3 separate regions of the Mus musculus genome follow, and all the other regions are linked to region 1. The links are chromatin contacts, called in public Hi-C and HiChIP or PLAC-seq maps. All regions are on one chromosome and are shown on one strand. The core of a region is the stretch at or near the end of the contact, and the rest is flanking DNA. Distances in the headings are between cores, read along the strand shown.

Region 1 (3,780 bases), core at 844-3,343:
GAGGTGGGGCTAGAGCTGGTAAGAGGGCGTGTCCGGTAGGAGGTGGGGCTTCCTGGGTGTCCAGGGAGGCCAGGATGTGCTAACTTCTGGGTTTGTGACATGTGGGTTTGGTCATGTTTTCAGCTACACTAGCTTTGACCATAACAACACATTGATGCACTATTCTTAGTGGTTTCCACTGGATCACTCCTGCACTAGTTATTTAATTATCCTATCTTATTTTTTCTATTAAAATTCTTTCCTACAGCCAGTAGGAGCTGTGCTAAGAGCAGAAGAAGAGCAGGCGACTTCGTTTTTTATATTTAATTAAAAATTTAATAACAGGAGGCCATTTGAGCTCACTTATTTATTTTTGAATTATGATAGCCTGCTGGAGACTGGATGGACAAGGGTCCTAGTTTCCTGTCCCCAGGAAAGTGGTCAGTATTCAGACACAATGCCAGGCACAATCCTCAGGCTTCTGAAATATTTAGCGTTGTATTTTGTGGGAAGTCGAGATTAAGAGAACGGGGGGTGGGGGGGAAGTGTATTGTCGAGTTGTTCTGGGGCTAGGAAGCTGGCTTAGTGGTTAGAGCACTTGATGCTCTTGTAGAGAACCTGAGTTCAGTTCCCAGCACCGAAGTCAGTCAGCTTACAATTGCTGGTAACCACCTCTAGGGGATCTGCATTTCCAAGCACAGACTAACACAGGGACTGACACACATATACAAAATTTAAAATAATTTTATAAATTAAATCGTCCCGGGAGTCAGTAAGATGGCTTGTTGGGTCAAAGCATTTGCCTACTGAACAGAGTTCAACTTCTGGAATCCACATGGTAGAGAGAAGTGAGTGATTCATGCAACTTGCCCCTCAGCCCCCAACATGCATGCTGTAGCAGAAACACCCTCCCTCTCCAAAATAAATATATAAAAGTAAAGAGTTCTGAGCAGTCATTGCTCCTTTACCTCTCTGTATGTCGCCCCCATGACTACTGCATCTATAGAAACAAATAGAAAATGAGAACGTTCCAGCAGAACTTTTCTCTGACTTGAGTAACCTTGAAAGGAAGCTAGTTTCTGAATTTGACGGAGAATATCTCTACCACGCAAGGTATCACAGACTTCAGTCCCAGCAGCTGGAGATGTTGAGGGCTATACAGTGAGACCCTGGAGCAGTGAGAGAAAGAGGGACAGAGACAGACAGACAGACAGACAGACAGATAGACACACACACACACACACACACACACACAGAGAGAGAGGAGAGGAGAGACAGACAGACAGAAGACAGACAGACAGAGGGGAGGGGAGGGGAGGGAACAGGAAAGGAAAGGTGATAGAGAGACAGAGCGAAATTGAGAAACAAAAACAGAGACAGAGGCAAAGATGGGGGTGGGGGAGGAGAAGGGAAGGGAGAGGAGAAAGGAAAGGCCCATCCCTGTAGTCCTAGCACACAAGAGGGCAGCAAGTTCAAAGCCAACCTGGGTTACACATAGTCTCAGAATAATATACATGATAAATGATATCATTTATATAAGATATATGTTAAATTTTGAGGTAGAAATTAATTATAAAGAACCCCGAGTGCACTAAAAGTCTACAGCCATGCATTTTAGAAAATCAGTGGATTGGAAGAAGAGGGGGGCTCGGGGAGATCGGGACTGACGACTTGGGTGTCTTTTATATTACTGGGCTGCAGAGCACACATTTGTTTAGGCTTGCGAGCCTGTGCATCTTACACCAAAGACTGATGTCTCAAAGAAGCTCCAGGTAGCAGGTGCGATGTTCGTGCCAGCCTGCTGTGGGCTGCAGCATGGTGATCTTCCCTGCCAGCCTACCTTCCAATGCTCACTTCCTGAAAGCAAAGACTTTGATACTGGATTCCCAAATGTGTCATGAAGTCTCTCCAAACACAAAACCATGCACTCCCGCTTTTAAAAATAATAGCCCGGATGGCTTGTCTGTGTGGCGGGTCTAACAGGCATTCACGAATAAGCGATGTCCAAACAGGGACGTCAGAACAGAACCTGCCAGTCCAGAGCTTGGTGTGCAACGAGGGCAGGAATTACTGCAGAGAACTGAAGGCCTGGTTAACCTGCAACCACACAGAACACGAGGCAAAGGCGTGTGTGTGGCTCAGTGCTCTGTGGTGTACTTGGAACTACATAGCTGAGGGATTAGAGGTTGTTTGCTTGCTCGGTGCAAAGCAAGAGGCTTAGAGGAACTTCAATGACAACCGAAAGTTGACTCCTGTAACCGACTGTCTATGCTTGACAAGCCCAGTAAGTTGATAACCTTTTAGAGCTAAAAGGTCCCAGAGTCTCACTAAGCACCGGCCTGTAACATTCCTGCCTAAGCCCGCTGCTGTTTGGCACCATGGAACCTAAATAAAGGAAAACTTTTCCTGCCCAAGTATTTTTTTTTTTCCGGGCATTGATTACCTCTTGAGGCGTCCCCAGGGGTTGCAGCTGTTGTTTCCCACGGTTCCTAGGGTTGTAACTATAGAGGCATAACGTGGCAGTTACAACACATGGCCCAGGAAACTGTCACATACTGACAAGCTTCTTGCCACGGGATCTTTTTTAGCTGATGGCGCCATTGCTTGTCTGCAGCCACCCTCTCTGCAAGAATACCTCTGTTATATACTCAGAGCACAAGAGAGGTGCATGCCGACACTAAGGCTTCCCCAGGCCTCTCTCTGCAATACTGCCCTTAACAGAGTAGCTGGGCCAGGTCCTAACTGGTGGAATTTTGTATTTGCTTATTATTATGGAAGGGGCTATTTTTAAGTGTGAGACACTTCCTATCTTTGAGTTAACTCAAACCCATTTCCTACGAACAAAGCAGGCAACGGGGCTGCTAGGATTCAGAGGCTCGCTCAGATTACAGTCTGAAAGTCCCCTGGATGACACAAAGAGGGTGGCCTTGCAGGAAGGCTGGGGTTTATGACAAGAGGATTTCCTGAGCTCTGCTAACATCTGTTCCTCGGGAAGCCTGGCTTCTAGGAGAGGGGATTTGGGTTGAGCTCTGCCCTTGGGGTGGAGGGCGTGTAAGACAGAGACAGTTAGAGCTGCCTGCTCTGCCAGATTCTATTTCCTGTTGTTAAGCAGGTTCTTGTCAGGGGCTTGTGAGGTGCTGATGAGGAATTCTGCTGACCTTCCCTGTGCCATCTTGCCCCATCCCTCCTGCGACCTTTCTCCTTCCTTCCTTCCTTCCTTCCTTCCTTCCTTCCTTCCTTCCTTCCTTTTTTCCTTTCTCTCTTCTCCTCCTCCTCCTTCTCCTTCCTTCTCCTTCTCCCGCTCCTCCTCCTCCTCCTCCTCCTCCTCCTCCTCCTCCTCCACCTCTTCTTTTTGCCAAGACAGGTTCTCTCTATGCAGCTCTGCTTGTACTGGAATTCACTATGTGGACCAGGCTGGCCTCAAACTCAAGGAGATCCCTTTATCTCCCAAGTCCTGGAATTAAAGGTATATATATATATATGGCACTACATCCTGCTGTCTAGTACTTTGTCTTAACCCATTGATGCCCATAAGCAGTCCTGTATGCCAGGTTCTATTGGTCTGCTCATGTGCCCAAAGTCATTCATCTTCTACGGGTCACCCCTGGGTTAACACTCGTGTTGTTGCTCATGATGACAAACCGAGACGGATCAGGTTTGTAGGTGGCACTTGGTCAGGAAGTACCCCATGCATATCAGAGTGTAAAGCAGATGTTGCCCAGGCCGGAAACACGGTGTCAGCTGGGTTAGCTACACTGAGCCACAGGTGGCCCTTTAATGTGGCCTGATACTGCAGTTGTG
Region 2 (3,780 bases), core at 520-3,019, 430 kb after region 1:
GCAGTGGCAGACAGCATCCCGTAGAAGACATGCTGTGTGATTTTGGGCTCAAAGTAGGGGTCATTACATCCCTGGCAATGGGGCTGGCGGACAGCTTTCCTTCGTTCTGCCAACTTCTGCTTCTTGCCTTTCAACAGCACTTAGGTCTGTCAGAGCCATGGTGGGTGGTGGGGAGGGGGAAGGAGGCTGAGGAGAGTAGGCGTGGCATGGGAAAGGGGGCTGAGAGTAGGTGTGGCATGGGGAATTAACGTGGTAAACATCTTTAAATGGTAATGCAGTACTCCTTCAGAATCTGTTGGTGGACTGAAAAGCTTCAGTTGTTTGGATTTCCAGAAGGGTTCATGGTGGGGAAGGGTTCTGTGCTTATTAAACACACACGGAGAGAAACTACATTAAGAGTAGAAAACCATGGAACCCACAGATGCTGAAATAGGGAAGCCACATTGGGGTGAGCCTGGGCCTCTGTTTTCCTCTACGTTTGGATTCTTAGGGAGTTGGGTCTGTGATGTAGGCTCCTAGGAGTGTATGGAATGCCTTCAGCCAGGCCGCCACTCAAGAGACAAGTAGGTCCTCTGAAGTGTCCCGTGAGTTCCCGTCCGATGAGGGAACACGTGACTGGGGAGATGGTTCTGGGGAATGACGCAGGCTCCTAGACAACAGGGACTGCATAGCTCACGTCTGAACTCTCAGTGGCCGCAGAGCCTGTGGTGCACCTGTGCGTCGAGAGAGAAAGAGGATGAGTAGCCACCGTTCACGTCAGAAGATGTGCTGTTATTTACAAAACGATGTATGTGCCATGCATGAAATCATCCTTAACAGCACCCAGACTTTAGCCCTGGAAGGTAGGCAAGGCTGCCTTTAGGTGAGGTCACAACTGTAGGTGGGTGTAATAGTATCGTGTGGAGACTGCCCTTCCGAAAGGTCTGAGATATGAATAAGGCTCAACTGAATACTTGTGGTTTCTGTATTCTGATCCTAGATCCGTGGTAGACATTATTTTTTCACCTAAATATTCTAGCATCGGCATTATATTATGCTGTTTTAAATTCACAATACAATTACGTCACCGGGTCAAACAGGGGCTAGGCTGGGAAGTGGTGAATCTACATGTAGTCTCCACTACCACTATATAGTTTCTGGTCATTTCAATTAAGCGGATTGCAGCTTTATGGCCCTAGGACTTCAGGAAACGTGTGTTCAGACATTGCCTCTGCTTCACAAGAGTCTTGTTTCTGTTGAACTTCCACGGCCTTATTGGAAATCAATGATTGTTTCTGATCTTCAAACTGTCATGTTGAGGAGACCTAAAGATTAACTCACTCAATAAAATGGTTTGAGATTGCAGGATGTGGAGAACTTGCAATGATTAAAACACATGCTTCTGCACCACGGTGTGTCCTATTTTAACTGTGTCTACACAGTGCGCGAGGGAATTTCTCCGTGCAAGTTGTTTTCCTCCAACAATCCGCGTGATCATGGCATTTCTGGACACAGGTAGGGACTGACTCCAGAGCAAGAGCCTCTAAACTGAACCGAGACAAGGGCGCTATCCTTTCCTAGCAACTGTTGCTATGCGGGGGCGTGGCATCGATGCGGGCAAGGACGCCCCGGAGGCCCCTTCCCCTCACCTGCACAAACTACATTTCCCATGATGCTCCGAGAGGGCTCCGTTGTGACGAACGGAACAAGCGCAGACGGGGGCGGGGGAGGTGGGGGGCGCTATTCCCAAGTCGGCTCTCGGGCACCAGCAGGGGCCACCGCCGCCATGTTGGGCTGAGGCGATGACAGGAGGCGGCCGGGGCGTGTGGGATTGAGAAGTGGAGGAGGAGGCGGAGAGTCAGGGCTCTGAGGGGGAGCTGTTCCCAAGCTAAGGGAGGAGCCCCCGGAAGACGCTGCGGAAGGCAGGCAGCGAGGCGGAGGCGGCCGGAGCCCAGACGCGATGCGGCCCGACCGGCGCGGCTGCGCTGAGGCGCCCGCGGCCTGAGCCCCCCCGGCGCTGCGCTCGGTTCGGCTCGGCCCAGTTCGGCTCGGCTCGGCTCGGCGGCTGGCGAGGTCGATGCCCTTGAGCGCGGCTGCGCGCAGCCCGGCTGTGCGGCCCCGCGGCGCGCGCTGAGCTTCTCGGCGGCCCCGGCCGCTTTCAGCTCGGCGCTCGATGTGTAGCCACATAGTTATCTGTACACTTCGTCGCCGGGGCTTTAATGAGGACCTGAGTCGCGAGCGCGTGTGAATCACCGCCTGGGCCGGGGAAAGAGGACGGCGCATTTAACCCCCTCCCACCCCGCTCCATGTCCGTGTGTCACTCGGCTCTGTCCACCTGGCGCGGCGGGTCCTGGAGCTGCTACTGCTGCTGACGATCGGCTCCCCTCGCGCCTCTCGCCCCAGAAGCTCTTGTGCTCCCACGTAACTTCTACTTTTTTTTTTAATTTTTATTTTTTTTTTCATTTTTGGGAAAAGCTCAGCACAAACCGATCAGAATTGTGAAGGTTCTTTTTTATTTTTTCCGTAGTTCCAGCACTTCTGCTCTTGCTTTTTGTTTTGTTTTCTGCGTAAACCTCTGGCCCACTCTCAAAAGGCAAGATGTCCAGTCATGTCCCGGCGGATATGGTAAGTGAACGATAAGTTCCGACGTTCGGATTGTAGTGTGGTTTCCAATCTTATTTAATCGGAAGACGACGCTGGCGTCGGGGCGAAGGTTTCTGGGGCCCGGCGGGGGTGAGAAATGGGGGGCACTTCTGGAAAAGCCAATCTACTTGGCTTTGGAGAAGTTGGCTCTTCTGCCCCCCTCCCCCCTTTTCTTTTAGGAAGCACTGGTTTTTGGTGTGGTTTTGCAGCTTTTTCTTTCTTTTTTTCTTCTTCTTTTTTTTAAAACCACTGGGAGTCACTGGTTCGGTTGTGTTTCCTAAGTCGCCGGAGGCAGGGAAATGCAGTGGAAGCGGAGGAAATTCCTTCCCGATTGCTAGAAGGCTTTCAAGGCTTGGATTTAAACGCTTCGGGAAAACGTCAAGGGCTGTGTGGACACGGCCGGGGACGGGCGGCGAGCTGGATACCTAGGGTAGGAAGAGGCTGTCTGGCTCAGTGACAGACAAGATCGTTCAGACGTAGGTGCACACTTGATACATTTCAGGGGCAGCGGCGCACCTCTTTGGAAAAAGTCTTGCTGTGAGCCCTTCGAAACGTCTAGCTGAACGAACAGCTATGACAACCGGAGCTATTTAAATGTTTTTCAATTCTAGGTTTATGGCGTAAAGCGTCCTTTTTAAAATATAGATATTCCAAGGTTTCTTGGTACCAAGTAATTAACAGTTTTGCATTTTAGGTTTTTGTTTGTCTATTGTTTGTTTTAAGCCAGTTAAGCATGTTTATTGAGCCTGGATCACTGGGCGTTGAGAACTGGAAACAAAAACTGCTATTGTTTATTGAGGCTTTTTCCTTTGGTTTCTAAATGTTAGGGTTGCGAGTGTGTTGACTGACAGTTACTGTGTAGCCTTACAGTGCTGAGGGGTGGGTTTGTGGGCGCGTGAAGTGACACTTTGCAGTCCTGAAGGCAGACATAATGCAAGTAACTGGGAGATGAATAATCCTTCTGAAAGAATCGAAGTTAATGTAATCATGCCCACTTATGTCAAGTTGACATTTGAATGTGTATGTATTACAGTGCAGAACCAAGATTGAACTTTGCTAATGGTTGCATTTTTAAAATGTCAAATATTTCTATGGAGAGATGACCTGTTTTACATATTTTTAAAAGAAAAATGACCCTAAATTGTGTATTTTGACCTT
Region 3 (3,780 bases), core at 554-3,053, 360 kb before region 1:
CAGTCCTCCCACTCCCTGCTCAGAAAAGGTGCCCTTATCCATGTTAGCGGGTCCTCTACTTGATAGGGAAAAGATCATGACAGGAGCCTGCAGAGCAGAAGTGGACTGTAGGCAAAGCAGCATCAAGGGGATCGAGGCCAGAAGAGGCAACGCAGGGACTATGAGATCATGAGGACACCACATGGCAGTTTGTAACCTACCAATTACCTGAGTTTCTTGCCTAAATGTGCCTCATTCACATAGACCCTAAAAACCATCCTCACAGAACGATTAGTCGGGCTGGACACAGAGAACAGAGATGCCCCAGCTCCCTAATTAACCTTTTTGCTCCAGTACTGGACATGCCCTCAGGTCATTAGAGCGGCAAGAGAGCCGCATGTGGGTATTCTGGGAGTGGCCACTAGATGGCGCATCCGCCCTGCCAACCCCGGAGCACTGTGTGATGGAGCCTTACCCTTTAATGAGCAAGCTGCTCCCTAAGGACCTCAAGGCAGGGAAAGCCGCAGCCTCCCACCAAATGTTTCAGGTTTGCTTATCCTCAAGCGTGAGAACATTTCCCCAGCACCACCTGGCAAAGTAAGAGCCAGCCGGATACAGAGGGACTTTGGCACACAGATAAACCACCCACCCTGCTGCCCTCCCGGCTATATGTGGATCTTGCTATGGGTCTCAAGTTTACGTAGATCAGAGATGCTGGAGGTTTAAGCAGGAGTGGTGTGAAGGGCTAGGGCGATGCTCGGCGGTAGTGAGTATCCCGCCTGGTCCTGGGTGTGCTGCCCCCAGAACCGACAAGAAGAAAGGAGATGCCATCGCTATGCCGCTACTCAGCACATGGCCAGCCAAACTCCTCCGGTGGTGGCTTCGTTTCTCAGTCTCACATGGAGGCTCACACTTGTCAAAATGTGAGTTATGTGAACAGAATAAAAAGGGAGAGAGACAGCTCTTCTTTTCTTGGTCCATAAAGCAGATTCTGAAAGGTTTGCACCTCCTCCATAGGACCCAAGTTCAATTCCCATCACCGGCATGTTAGCTCAAAACCATCTGTAACTACAGTCCCAGGAGATCTAGTGCCTTCTTCTGGCCTCTGTGGACACTGCACGTAGGCGGTGCAGACACCATACACCACATCCGCAGGCCAAACATCCACACGCATAAAATAAGACAATAAAGTAAAAATAGAACCATGTGCCTTATACAGGGTGTTCGGGAACAGACTGAGCTGGGCCCACGGTTGTATCTCAGAGCTACGGGAGGCCGCAGCAGATGCAGGATGCTATTAGGATTGTGGCTTTCCTACGTTACACAGATGGTGGAGGGGGCCTGCAGGAGAGAGGCCTGTTTCCTGGCCTCCAAAAATACTGCTCTCCTGAGCAACCGATCTCCCTTTATATCACTTGCTCATCCGTTTCCCTTGTTCCGATAGCTCCCAGGGCTGGTGGCCCACTGGAAGGACATGTCTGAGTCCACACGTGGATCTTCCATTACCGGTACCCCCTCCCGGCTCCTGCTGTGAAACACAGGCCCTTCCTTTTTACTGTACTTTCAACTTCTGTTGTGCGTCCCTTTAATAAGCTACCTCAAGTCCTTTCCAGAACAGAACAGAACATACACAAAGCAAAAGAGGCTCTGGAGACCTTTTCTCTGTGTCCTTAGGTTACCTCCCCAGGAAAAAAATTTCTAAATTTTCTGCCAGACTTCCCAAGCGGTGACATTTTCTATAACGCCTCTCCTAAGAGTTGCCGCTCATTTGGGCGGCTCCGAGTGGTGAGGTCTTCTACACAGTTTGAATTTTGCGTGTGATACACAGAGCCCTCATTTCCTGATTTTCAAAAGGCAGGATGTGTCTTCTAATTTCCCTCGGAGGATTTAGGTAGCTGGCTGGGGAGAAGAGATTCACACGTTTAAATTTGGTGCATCGGGAGGTTTAAGTAGCCGTGTGACAGTTTGGATCTTAATTGACTCACAAAAACTCTTATGTAAAAGGCATGGCTGCTAGGCTTGGGTCTGTCTGTGGAGAGATGCTGATCTACTGAGTCTGGTGGGAGGAAGTGAGGTCACCGGAGGTGTGTCCTAGAGCAGAAGACTGAGGCTGCAGCCACTCCCAACCCTCTCTTCTTTCCTTCCTGGCTACAGTAGGCAGCCTTCTCTCTCTCTCTCTCTCTCTCTCTCTCTCTCTCTCTCTCTCTCTCTCTCTCTCTCTCTCTCTCTGGAGCTAAGAGTTCTACATCTTGAGCCAAAGGCGGTCAGATCCCATACTGGGCAGAGCCTGAGTAAAGGAGACCTCAAAGCCCGCCTACACAGTGATGTACCTCCTCCAACAAGGCCACACCTCTTCCAATAAGGCCACACCTCCTAATAGGGCCACTCCCCATGGCCAAGTGTCCAAACACATGACTATAGGGGTCAAACCTATTCAAACCACCACACTCATGTATCCCTGCCCCACTCCCTGTGTTTTTTCAAATATTAAGCTGTTGCTTCAAACACTAAGATAGACCTAAATTCCTGCAGACTTCCTAAATGGGCTAGAGAGAGATGGCTTAGCAGTTAAAAGCACTGGGTGCTCTTTGCAGAGGACCAGGGTTCAGTTCCTGGTACCCACATGGCCGTTCAATCATCCATAACACCAGTTCCAGAGGCCACTTTTGAACTCTGAGAGCTTCAGGCATGCACGTGGTACTGAAGAGGTCAGCTCAGAAACTTTGGAAAATTCCACCTGCCCCCTCTCCTCCTGGAAGAGAACCCCTTCAGAAGGGGACAAGATGTGCACAGTCGATACTTCTCCTTCAGGTGTAGAACGACCCCAACACTTTGGAAAAATAAATTCCTCTTGCTTTTTGCATCGATTCCCGGTGGTTTCATGTTGTTCACTCAGGGAGTCCCTGGTAAGCTAAGGCTCGCCAGAGTCTTACACTACCTATAAATACGCACTCAAGAGCAAAAAAAAAGAGGAAGAAAATCTTTCAACTCCTGAATTCCAAAGATTCGGCCTCAAAATCCAGACATGGCCTTTTGCCAGTACTGTTTGTTGAATGACTACATGAGTTAGTTGAGCCAACACAAATGCTGGGAAGGATGAATAGAGCCATTGAGTCAGCCAGTGTCTGTTCCAAAGCTATGTCCCCAAGCAGAAGTGACCAACTATCAAAGAGACGAGGATTTGTAGAATGGAAGCTGGAGTCTTCCCAGGGAACAAAGGATTGGGTAAGTACTGGCTGATCTCTGGGGAAATGGCAGGTGTTTGCCTGCATCTGTCTGTCTGTTTGTCTGTCTGTCTGTCTGTCTGTCTGTGGGGAAAGCATCTTGATAGATCCACAGCCCTAGTGGGCCTTAAACTCAAAATTTTCCTGCCTCACCCTCCTGAGCAGCGATTGCACATGTGCACCACACTAAGTTTGAAGGACGAAGACTCAGAAAATAAAGACTGTTATAGGGACACACCTGAAAATGCCCTGCTTTTATGATAAGCACGCCCTCTCAACTCCACTCGCCAGGCCCCACAGGAGTAATCAACTTTAGCCAGCCTTCCTATGCCTCTTTCTGAATATCTGTCCCCTTAGCTATCTCCAAGCTTTTTTATTACCATTGTAGCCTAAAAGCCTTCAAAGAACAAAGTGACTCATAGACCTGGGAGCCTAGGTGGCAAAAGCCAGGGAGCTCCCTTCATTCCACACCAAACCCAGACTTCCCAGCCACATACAGTTTTACTTTAAATGCACACTTATCCTTAAGAACATCACTAGCCTTTACCTTGTCTATATTTGTTTGTCTGTTGTGAGA

Evidence for each region. Hi-C and Micro-C count contacts between places; a contact is called where the count stands out from the background. HiChIP or PLAC-seq counts read pairs in DNA pulled down with a chosen protein or histone mark.
Region 2: a Hi-C map of CD8 T cells shows a contact between it and region 1, with 4 times the contacts expected there. The contact joins the promoter of Ubl3 here to the enhancer-like site in region 1. A contact is called at or near these places in 3 of 39 promoter capture datasets (the C10 cell line, cranial neural crest and liver), 1 of 484 Hi-C or Micro-C datasets (CD8 T cells) and 1 of 115 datasets of contacts at active chromatin or transcription factors (the SCID.adh cell line).
Region 3: an H3K27ac HiChIP or PLAC-seq map of T-cell acute lymphoblastic leukemia shows a contact between it and region 1, with 2.8 times the contacts expected there. The contact joins two enhancer-like sites. A contact is called at or near these places in 5 of 39 promoter capture datasets (the C10 cell line, cranial neural crest, frontonasal cranial neural crest and 2 more), 2 of 15 datasets of contacts at CTCF or cohesin (the NIH/3T3 cell line and large pre-B cells), 2 of 484 Hi-C or Micro-C datasets (bone marrow-derived macrophages and cortical neurons), 12 of 115 datasets of contacts at active chromatin or transcription factors (the NIH/3T3 cell line, the SCID.adh cell line, T-cell acute lymphoblastic leukemia and 9 more) and 2 of 9 other capture datasets (adipose tissue and liver).

What each region holds. Positions count from the first base shown.
Region 1 is chr5:148,976,989-148,980,768 of GRCm38.p6, reverse strand. All of the region lies in intron 4 of Gm15411 (a long non-coding RNA gene), which reads left to right. Among named protein-coding and RNA genes, the nearest start is that of 5930430L01Rik, 16 kb to the left of the region's middle. Within about 2 kb of position 2,093, at least 138 of the 459 cell types and tissues checked have an H3K27ac peak or open chromatin away from gene starts, as enhancers often do. A contact at or near this core is called in CD8 T cells, the SCID.adh cell line, T-cell acute lymphoblastic leukemia and 3 more, where this site is marked.
Region 2 is chr5:148,550,777-148,554,556 of GRCm38.p6, reverse strand. It overlaps Ubl3 (ubiquitin-like 3), which reads left to right and starts at 1,769. Exons shown (of 5, transcript NM_011908.2): 1 at 1,769-2,604. The coding sequence starts at 2,578.
Region 3 is chr5:149,332,689-149,336,468 of GRCm38.p6, reverse strand. No RefSeq gene overlaps it. Among named protein-coding and RNA genes, the nearest start is that of Gm35620, 12 kb to the right of the region's middle. Within about 2 kb of position 1,803, at least 50 of the 459 cell types and tissues checked have an H3K27ac peak or open chromatin away from gene starts, as enhancers often do. A contact at or near this core is called in the SCID.adh cell line, T-cell acute lymphoblastic leukemia, double positive thymocytes and 1 more, where this site is marked.